Regions from separate parts of the Mus musculus genome. Here region 1 is linked to region 2. Evidence: chromatin contacts called from public HiChIP or PLAC-seq data. All regions are on one chromosome and are shown on one strand. Each heading gives the region's core, a stretch centred on a gene start, on an enhancer-like site or on the middle of the called end of the contact. The rest is flanking DNA. Distances are from core to core; before and after follow the strand shown.

Region 1 (4,854 bases), core at 586-3,085, 130 kb after region 2:
CAATGTTTTCTCCTCCTGTGGAGATTCAGACCATGCATTTTTGGTAGGTCCTCCGGGGCACCTATGTCCCCTGGTGTAGATGGCCCACAGCCCCTCTTGCCTGCCCCTCGGTAATGCAGCACTGGAGCTATGGAGGCTTCGTTTTCCCTGCATTGATACCCCACCATGCACTGATATCCTGACCTTGTTGCCCTTCCTGGATTTGGAGCCTTTGCAGCTACAGTGGTCCGTTGCTGTCACTACTCTGATGACCAAGCTGCTCGGGTTCAGATGGTGGAGCCCGCCATTCCTTATGGCTTGACTCCTCCCTTGGTTCTCACAGCCTGAGGCTGGGTCTGTGCTGGGGAGGGGGCAGCGAGTGACCCATACCTCTCCCCCCAGCAGAAGATGAGGATGTGCTGGCCTTCAACCTGCAGCACCTGGCCACACTGGCCACAGCCTGGTCCCTGGTGGAGGCTGCTAACCTGGACAGCCCAGTCACTTCACTGCAGGCCCCAGCTGCTGACCCAGACAGAGGCCCCAGGCTCACCCCCAGAATGCAAATCCTGCAACGCAAGGACACCTGGGCCCCTAAAACAAAGCCTGTAAGTGAGAACACTGCCCAGCCACTTACAGAGGAGAACTCTGCATGTCCGGGCTGCGTCCCACCACACCAAGCTGGGGCTTACAGTACTCAGGTTCCTGAACTCTTGCACACAGGTATGTCCCCTGAAGGCTGCCATCGACCGGCTGGACACACAGGAAGTGGAGATGCGCATGCAGCTAGCAGAGCTGCAGAGGCGCTACAAGGAGAAGCAACGGGAGCTGGCTCGCCTGCAGCGCAGGCATGACCACGAGTATGACGCTTGGGAAGGGGAGGCACTCCGGGGAAGTTACTGGGCCCTGTGCCACCTTGTAGGCAGGGACTGTGCAGGAACAGCCTGGAGTCTGGGATCTGCATGGCGCTCATGAGACCTAGGCAGCCAAACAGAGGGGTGAAGCCTGGGTGGGGGGAAGATGTGGTCACTCAGCAGAGGGCAGCACAAGGTGGTAGGGCAAGGGGCAATGGTGATTAAAGCAGCTATGAGTGTGACTGAGGAGGACTTGGGACCCATGGGGTAGCTGGGACCTGCTGCAGGAGCAGAAGAAACCTACTCAGTTGCATGAGGGACAATGTGGGCCTCCCGACCAATGTGAGCAAGGCAGTTAAATCCCAGGGGAAAGCAGAAAACAGTGTCATCCACTTAGCTCTAGATCTTGGGCCGCAGGAACGTAGTTGAGCCCGACTTCAACCTGATGGCCATTACACTCTGAGAGCACTACTGACCGACCCCAACATTCCTCTGCAGGGCAATGCCCTCCAGTAGGCCTAGGGGTGAAGTGTTTTGAGGTTTCTTAACATCCTTTCTGTGGCCCCTAGGAGAGAGGAGAGCTCACGGAGCCCTGCACGGCGGGGGCCTGGCAGGCCAAGAAAGCGCAAACACTCAAGCTCACTGCCTGCCCTGCGTCCCGGGGGCCAGCTTGCCAGAAGTGACAGCAAGAAAGCCAAGTGAGTATCGAGAGGGATCTGTGGGACAGGTCTGGACACCGTGGGGGTGGGGCCACAGTCCCTCTCTGGCTTTAGGAACTGCTGGCTCCCTGCACACAATAACTGAAGGCCAAGTGTGTTCCCTACCAAAACCTGAGGCCATGACACATGTCCTGCAGATAGAGAGCCCTCCCTGTTGGGGACTGGCACAGACATCCTCTCTCCATGTCTGGCTATCAGTATCAGCGCCCCCTCCTGGTGTAACCACAGCCTAGGCTTGGCTGCACCAACTCTGGGAACCTGGCAGTGGCTAAGGTTGTGGTATCACCCCACCGGCCAGCCCTGGCCCCTTGCATGCAGGGCAGCGTTGCGTAAAAGGCTCTTTATCTGCACTGTATAAAGTCGTTGGTCACGCTGCGCTGCTGCTCACGGCTGCCGCGCGATGTTATTATCCATTACCCGCCCGGCGCAGTCGTTGGCGCACTCCCGGGCCGGGTATAATTGTCCTTCTCGGCTACAAATTGCCTCTCCCGGCAGGCCCATTTGCATAAATCCTCCGAGCTCCTCCAAACACGATTGGCGAGCACGCGTGTGCACAGCATCAATCCTGATGATTTGGTAATAATAGTTAAATCGGCACTAAACGGTTCCTTCAATTAAGACAGAGGCAAAAAATTAATCTCAGGGCTTTATGTCACAAAACATTAGCAAACGCAGAGAAGGTTATGGGGTGGGGGAGTTTGTGTGGGCTACAGGCAACGGAGGAGATTCACCATATGGCCGGGGGCCTCGCCAAGATGTCCTGTTACCCTACCCAAGCCAGGTGTCACCCAGCAGGGAGCATAGGGGGTCCCTCTGAGAACCCATCTGAAGCCTTGGGGCTGCTAAGCAGGATAGGGCTATTGGAAGTTGGGGTCCAGTGGACATTGGAAAACCTGCTTGGTGGCAGTGATAGACTCCCCAGACCTCGCTCTCTGCCTCTGGCCAGCTCTGGCCACATTGCCCATGCTGGACTTTATCCTAGATTCCAGCAAGTAAGCTTAACCCTGTAGCCAAGTCACCTATGACCCAAAGAACCCAGAGGCCTTAGGGTAGGGAAGGATCCACAGTCACAACCCTCTCTTTCCAAAGAGAAGGTCTCCTGACCTCCTCCCAGCTCCGGCTCCTGTCCAGGCTCTCCAACTGTGTTCCAGAACCCTGTGAGGGCAGCAGGCCTTGGGCCTGGAGGCTGGGCCTCCTCCATGCAGGAAGTGGGGCCAGGGAAGGTGGCAGGAAGCTGGGGTCAAGGAGGCCCCTAGAGCTGCAGGGGCTTCCTGCCTGGCCTTCCCTGCCTTCAGAGGTCCAGCCTCCTTGTTGGACGGGAAGGTGGAGAGCAGTGTCTGGCCATATGAGGTCAGGGCCCTGGTCCCCGTCTGCCACTCATTTTCATGAGCAGCCAGTTTCCTTCTGTCTCTGGGAGGGCTAAAGGGTTGACGGGTTGGGGGCCAAACCCCAGCCCCTGGTTAGCTGTGGGCAAACAGGCAGTGGTTATTTCCTCACGGGGAGGGGATACTAGGAAGGAAATGAAATCATACATTGAACACACTGGGGTGTCTGGGAGACATGTCTGCCCACATGGCACGAGAGCAGAGGGGTGTGGGGGAATCAAGCAGGATCGCTCTTGCTGTTTCCTCAGTAGCTTCCTGACCATATTGGCCCCTGACCCAGCTCACCCTTGAATGGGGTGAAGCTTGAGAAGTCAAGATTTGAGGGCCCCAGGGACCACCAGGAGCTGGTAGAACGGCTCAGGACTGGTCCGACACCCCCAGGGCCTGCTCTTAACAGTCCAGACAGGAGGCTGTGTCCTGCACGAGGTCTGCCCCTCAGGACACACCATAGTGACTGTAGGAGGGGTCCTGATACCCAGGCCCTGCCTCTGTACCAACCACTACCTTCCCCTAGGGCTGTTCGTGCAAGCCTAAGTCTGCTGTGTGCTGAGCTACGAGGTGATGAGCCCCCAAGGAAGCGAAGCAAACTGGGAAAGAGTCCTTACACTGGCCTGCAGTCCGTCTCCTCGGTGCGTCTCCAGGCCTCTGCCCTCTGCCCTCGCCCTCACCCTCGCCCTCACCCTACGTGAGATGTTAGAAACGGGTACCGGGTGTTAGGCTCAGGTGAGCCAGCTAGGGTTTGGTGAGCTTTGGATACCTTGGTTAAAGGAAATGTCATATATTGACAGGTATAGTAACCAGGGGCTGTTGCCTCTGGCACACTAGATATAGATTTCCGAGTGTGGCTGGTTCTCTTAGTGTACTGACGTTGGGAAATCCACAGCCAAAATGCCTGGCTCTGACCACCATGTCTGCGGTGCCCGGTGGAATCCTGGGTCCTTACACTTTGCTCCCTCTCCAAGGTCCCAGACCTATTGTTACCTCGTCTGTCCCCTTCCATGTCAGAAGGCTGTTTTTATTCTTGCCTGCTTGATTTTGACATAGTTTGGTGGTGGTGGTGGTGGTGGCTTCAGCCTCCATTGCTCCCTGACTCTCTAGAACTTGCTCTGTAGGTCAGGCTGTCCTTGACCGTGCAGCCTCCTCCCATCTCTGCACTGTAGGCATAGGTGGGTTATGCCTGGGGAGTGTGCCTAGGGAACTCTTCTTCTTAATCTTTCCATTTCACAAAAGCAAACAGCATATACCCATGATATACAGCACCTCTGGCTCCTGGGCCCCCACCATATGAAGTGGGTGGAGGAGCGCTAAGTAGATGGGCGGGTGTTTGCTCCAGTAGGCAGCCAGGGCCAGATGTCCTCAGAGCCCTATTCAAGACAAGTCCTCAGAGGTGCTTGTTTTCTGGGTCCCACCATGACAGAGGAAACCCACATGCCCTGGGCTAAGGAGGGGCAGTCAGTGCCTGTGGATGGCACGTTCACATCTCATTCGCAGGAGAAGGTGCGGTGCAAGAAGAGCTGTGGCCAGGCCGAGTTGCCATCCTCGGTGGCCCACAAGGTGGCCCAGCTGAAGCCAAAGGTCAAGAGCAAGGGGCTGCCTGCCGGCCTCGGTGCCTTCCAGCGCAAAGAGGCTGCCCCAGGTGGGCGCATCCAGAAGAAGCTATCTAGAGCCAAGAGCGTCACGGCGTCAGGGGCGGCACGGCATCCACACCCCGATGGGGACAGTGGCAGGGAGATGCACAAATTCCAAGCCCAACCCGCAGTGGCTGTGGCACATGAGGCAGGCAAGTTGGCGGTGTGAGTGCCTGGAGTCTGGGTCTTGATCACCTGGGGGCTGAAGATCCGTTGCCCAGGGGTCAGAGCCACCAGATCCGAGTGAAGTCTGTGAAATGGACAGATCCAGGGACAACTTTACTTTTTGAGG
Region 2 (5,118 bases), core at 116-2,615:
ATTCGAAACCAGCCAACACTCAAGTCCCAGGATGCAATTCTGCTGACAGACAGTTTCCATGGACACTGGGACACGTAGGCACTCCAAAGACACCCAAAACCATCCCCCAACAACTCAACACTGGGGTTCACAACACAGATGTCACCCCAGAGGATCTAGCTCTGTCCTCCTGTCTACATCTATTAACCATATCAAATACCCTACCCGGGAACCCTAGATACAGTCTCAATCAGGATAGGTTGTTGAGGATCAAAAACTCATTGATTAAAAAAACTTGTTTTCTATTTTTAGCCTGGGATGTGAACGACAAAACACACGAAGTAGTTGTTAGTCTACTATTAAATTATCAACAACCCATTTTCACTTCCAAATGTCTATCCCGGATTAATCTTCCACCTCATCTCCTGGGAGTCATCAGATAGGAGGAGTGGTCTCTGCCTTGATAACCCACTGTTTCAATAGAACAGGACAGCAGCCCGCGTGGCATGGATGAGCGACGGGGAACCCCGCCACTCCCTTTGTTAAGAGAGTCATTACCCAATTTGACGTTTCCATCTGCTTCCGCAACTCACTGGCAGACACAACAAAGCCACGTAGAAATGACCATCTTTTCATGTGGCATTCAACACAGAAATAACACCAAACTTTTTTGTATGCCGGCTTTTCCAACTGCGGTGACACATGATACAGATCAGACCAAACGAATGCTTTAAATCGCCTTGAGTAAAGGTGAGTAGCCGAAGCCGAGGACCGGCATGCTTCCGTGCCATGCAGTCGGTCAGAGTCAAAAACAGGACCAACAAAACCACTATCAATCCGCTAACGTATCCTTCTCTGTGCCTTTCCGTACAGTGTGAGCAACCGCTGAGCGCGCAGATCCGGACCGCGACTCGCTTCGGGGACGTTGCTTGGGTCTCTTCCCGACCCGCGGTGCTCACACCCCCTTCCCACCAAACGAGCACTTCAACCTGATGCCCCCGCGCCCTCGACTCACCTGCTTGAAGCAGAAAGGCATGGTGAGCACGCTGACGCCCACGATGCTGTTCACCACGTTCGTGATCAGCCCCCACTTGGAGGTGGAGGCGGCCGTCATTTTGAGGGTCTAGGGACCAGGACAGAGCGACCCTAGATAACCCTAAACCTGAAGCAGGGGGGGCCGCGGACAGGCGTCGCGAGGTCAGCCTCCAGACCCTGCCAGGCTCCGCAGCAGCCTCATAGCCATGGTTCCAGGTTCCCGCCTCCGCCTCCCCAGAGTGAAGCGGGAACCCGGAAGCGCCGCAGGCAACGCTAGCAACACCTCAGCTCCGCTTCGCTGCCTCCGGCACCCAAACTTCCGCCTTCGGAGCCTACTCTACCAGGAAGTGACGGTATCAAAGGGCGGGATGAGGCGGGACGCCAGCCAACTAGAAGTAGGTGTGTATGCCCGAGGAGGCGTGGTTTGGGTGGGCCCAGAGGCGGAGCTAGGCGTAACTCTGGCCAATAAGAAGTATGTGGGGGGAGGGACGGCGGGACGTGGGGCGGGGTCTGAATCAGGGCGGGGCTACAATCTGGGTTAGGGGTTCCAGGCTTAGACTAGTGACTGTGGCCGCTGGTAGAAGAGTCATTTGCTGGGTACAACCTCTAGTGGAACAACAGGAGAGAAAGAGAAGGACTACCTTTCAGGTGAGGAGTGGGCTCTTGAGGGTTAATTTTCAGGTCCTTGCGCACAGGAAGGATTTTGGGTCACAATTGGAGGACCTGTCTAGACTGAATGCCAACTTATTGGGACAAAATTAGCACTTAACGTTTTACAGATAAAAATCATCGGGACACCGGGAGGTTCAGAGACTCAGCAAAGTCACAACAGCCTGGAGGAGGGAGCATGGAGATGTGTCTGTTTGATACGCTAAGTGGGTGAAAATGGTCTACTGCCCTAATATGAAAGAAAACCAGAGGAAAGGTAAAAAGGAGAGACTAGGGAAATCTAGGATTTCAAGAGATGGTGGCTTCTGTACTGGAAGGACTAATGAGAATTCTTCCTGGAGTAATGGACATTAAAGAGACTAGAGAAAAGAGAACGCTCCAACACCTAAGTGGATTACTGGCACCTGGCAGTGTTCTTTATGGTGGTGTCTGTGGTGAATGAAGGCCTAGGGACCTGAGGTCCAAGAAAGACCCCACAATGATTCCAGGAGGCCAGAGCTGTGCATGCAAGGAGGAACTTCAAGCTGCCTAAAGAGGCTCTCCTAGAAAACAATTTGAGGCCCATGCAAGATCTCAGACAAGGGACAAATTCTTCCAGCATCAGGCAGAGCAGCTTCTAGAGATGAGAGAGAGAGAGAGAGAGAGAGAGAGAGAGAGAGAGAGAGAGAGAGAGAGAGAAAGGAAAAGCTAGAAAGAGCAATTGGTGGCATGAGCCATTAATCCCAGCGTTCAGGAGGCAGAGACAAGCAGCTCTCTTGAGTTTGAGGACAGCCTGGTCTACATAAGTGAGTTCCAGGACAGCCATGGCTACGTGGAGAAACCCTGTCTCGAACAAAAAAAAAAAAAAAGGAGTAATTGAATACAAAGCCAGAATAGGGTTGGAGAGATGGCTCAGTGGTTAAGAGCACTGACTGCTCTTCCAGAAGTCCTGAGTTCAGTTCCCAGCAACCACATCATAATGGGATCCAATGCCCTCTTCTGGTGTGTCTGAAGACAGCAACTGTGTACTCATATACATTAAATAAATAAATCTTTAAAAAGAAAAAACCAAAATACTAAGTGTCTGTATTCATCGTTTGTAAGTGAAGTCATTGTCCACAATCTATCTGACCCGTTTCTGTGTTTCCATATTCATGTATCTGATGTTCATCCCTAAGAAGGGGCTGCTCAGGGCTGGAGAGATACACTGACTGCTCTTCCAGAGATCCTGAGTTCAATTCCCAGCAACCACATGGTGGCTCACAACCATCTGTAATGAGATCGGATGCCCTCTTCTGGTGTGTCTGAAGACAGCTACAGTGTACTTAGAGAGAAAGAAGAAGAAGAAGAAGAAGCAGGTAACTTTTCAGTTCATCATGGGATTGGGAACATAGACATAAACATGGTGATAGAAAGCCATCTTACACTTTGGGAACAGGGCAGGACCTGAGCAGAAGTGGAGCAACAGGTGGGAAGGAGCCTGGAGGTCTAGACACCATCACAATCACAAAGCAGGCCACTCTGACACTCCCTCTCCACTCTCTCCTAGTGGCACCATACAGTAGAGACAATCTGATTTAACTACCTGTTGTATTCTGTTTCGTGAGCTAAGCTCTAGGCTTACTAATTCGTTGTGCATGAATAGGGAGAGCGTTTTTGCATCTTTAACTGTCCCAGCTTTCTCACGCAACCTTATTTACAAAAATTCACCATCATCTTGAATATGTGCTATGAATCATTCATTCTTACTACTGACATCCCATAATGCACGCATACCCTTTCTTCTGCTCAGGGCACCTGAGTTGTTTCCAGTTATTTTCCACTGAAACGAATGATTCAGGGCTATGATGTGGCTCAATTGGTAGAGTACCTGCCTAGTATGCAAAAAGTCCTGGGTTCCAGCTGTGTAAACTGGGTGTGGTAGTATATACCTATGGTTCCCAAACTGAGGCAGAAGGATCAGAAGTTCTAGGTCATTCTCAGGTATATAGTGAGTTCGAAGCCAGCCTGGGCCAAAGGAGACGCTGGCTTTAAAAAAAAAAAAAAAAGTTACAACAAACACTAATCGTTTTTGGGTTTGTTTTTTTTTTTTTTTTTTTTTTTTTTTTTTTTTTTTTTATAGATTTATTTATTTATTATATGTAAGTACACTGTAGCTGTCTTCAGACACTCCAGAAGAGGGCGTCAGATCTCGTTACGGATGGTTGTGAGCCACCATGTGGTTGCTGGGATTTGAACTTCGGACCTTCGGAAGAGCAGTCGGGTGCTCTTACCCACTGAGCCATCTCACCAGCCCTGTTTTTTTTTTTTAAGATTCATTTTATTTTACGTATATGAGTACACTGTAGCTGTCTTCAGACACCAGAAGAGGACATTGGATTCCATTACAGATGGTTGTGAGCCACCGTGTGGTTGCTGGGAATTGAACTCAATACCTCTGGAAGAGCAATCAGTGCTCTTAACCGCTGAGCCACCGTGTGGTTGCTGGGAATTGAACTCAATACCTCTGGAAGAGCAATCAGTGCTCTTAACCGCTGAGCCACCTCTCCAGCCCAAACACTAGCAGTTATACTTGTCTCCTGAATGTGTGGATGTTAGAGTTCATCTGAGGCAAACACCTAGAAGTAGAATCGCAATTGCAAATTCAAGTGTATGCACCTCAAACCTCACTTGGTCTTGGCCACGTGCTCTTCAAAATCACTAGAAGACTCCAGACATCAAAGGTGGTCAAACTTCTGTTAGGAGTCACATGGTTGCCACACACCCCTCCCTCAGTAGTTTGGGACAGAGCACTTGCCTTGCATGCACCAGGTCCTGGGTTTGATCCCAGAGCTGCAATGGTTCAGCATGAAAATGGACTGCCTTTGCAATGGCCTCCTTGGAAGTCATGCGCCTCTCAGACTTTACAGTCTCTGTTACAATTATTCAGATTTGCCATTGTAGCTCAAACACTGCCATGAGCAATATATAAACAAGTGGGTGGGTATTCCAATAAAACTTTATTTATAAAGACACGAATTTGCCCCATTTGGCCTAAGGGCTATAGGCTATGGGTACCCTGCTCTATATGGTTCCCAACATCTGTTATCATCAGTTTGGCCAATTTAATGAATCAAACCATATCACTATGCTTCGAATTTCTTCTTCCCAATCATGAATGAGGTTAATCATCTAATCATATTTTACCATCTATTGTACTTTGGTAAAATGCATTTCTTTTTTCTTTTTAACAATTTGTTCTTTGTAATTTTGAGCTCTCTCTGTGTGCTTGATAACCAACCCCATGGCCCTCCTTTCGAGTTTGTCAGCTGTCTTCCAACATCACATTAGGTTTCCATTGTGGCTATACCAAACAATCACAAATCCAGCAACTGAGGGGCTGGGGACATGGTTCCGTGGATGGAGAGCTTGCTGCAGTGGTATGAGGGCCCAAGTTAGGATCCCTAGACCTCCCTG

Evidence for each region. HiChIP or PLAC-seq counts read pairs in DNA pulled down with a chosen protein or histone mark.
Region 1: an H3K4me3 HiChIP or PLAC-seq map of embryonic basal ganglia shows a contact between it and region 2, with 2.2 times the contacts expected there. The contact joins the enhancer-like site here to the promoter of Slc38a10 in region 2. A contact is called at or near these places in 6 of 39 promoter capture datasets (cranial neural crest, embryonic stem cells, hippocampal neurons and 3 more), 5 of 484 Hi-C or Micro-C datasets (the C2C12 cell line, bone marrow-derived macrophages, embryonic fibroblasts and 1 more), 18 of 115 datasets of contacts at active chromatin or transcription factors (the HPC-7 cell line, the SCID.adh cell line, bone marrow-derived macrophages and 11 more) and 4 of 9 other capture datasets (adipose tissue, liver, macrophages and 1 more).

What each region holds. Positions count from the first base shown.
Region 1 is chr11:120,278,671-120,283,524 of GRCm38.p6, forward strand. Bahcc1 (BAH domain and coiled-coil containing 1) reads left to right here. Exons shown (of 28, transcript NM_001347621.2): 12 at 385-584; 13 at 700-836; 14 at 1,400-1,528; 15 at 3,449-3,563; 16 at 4,426-4,714. Among named protein-coding and RNA genes, the nearest start is that of Gm11772, 43 kb to the left of the region's middle. Within about 2 kb of position 1,836, at least 52 of the 459 cell types and tissues checked have an H3K27ac peak or open chromatin away from gene starts, as enhancers often do. A contact at or near this core is called in the HPC-7 cell line, the SCID.adh cell line, adipose tissue and 3 more, where this site is marked.
Region 2 is chr11:120,149,986-120,155,103 of GRCm38.p6, forward strand. Slc38a10 (solute carrier family 38, member 10) reads right to left here and starts at 1,366. Exons shown (of 17, transcript NM_024249.5): 1 at 995-1,366. The coding sequence starts at 1,093. It overlaps Gm11769 (a long non-coding RNA gene), which reads left to right and starts at 422. Exons shown (of 3, transcript XR_389232.4): 1 at 422-729; 2 at 853-1,413; 3 at 1,794-2,736.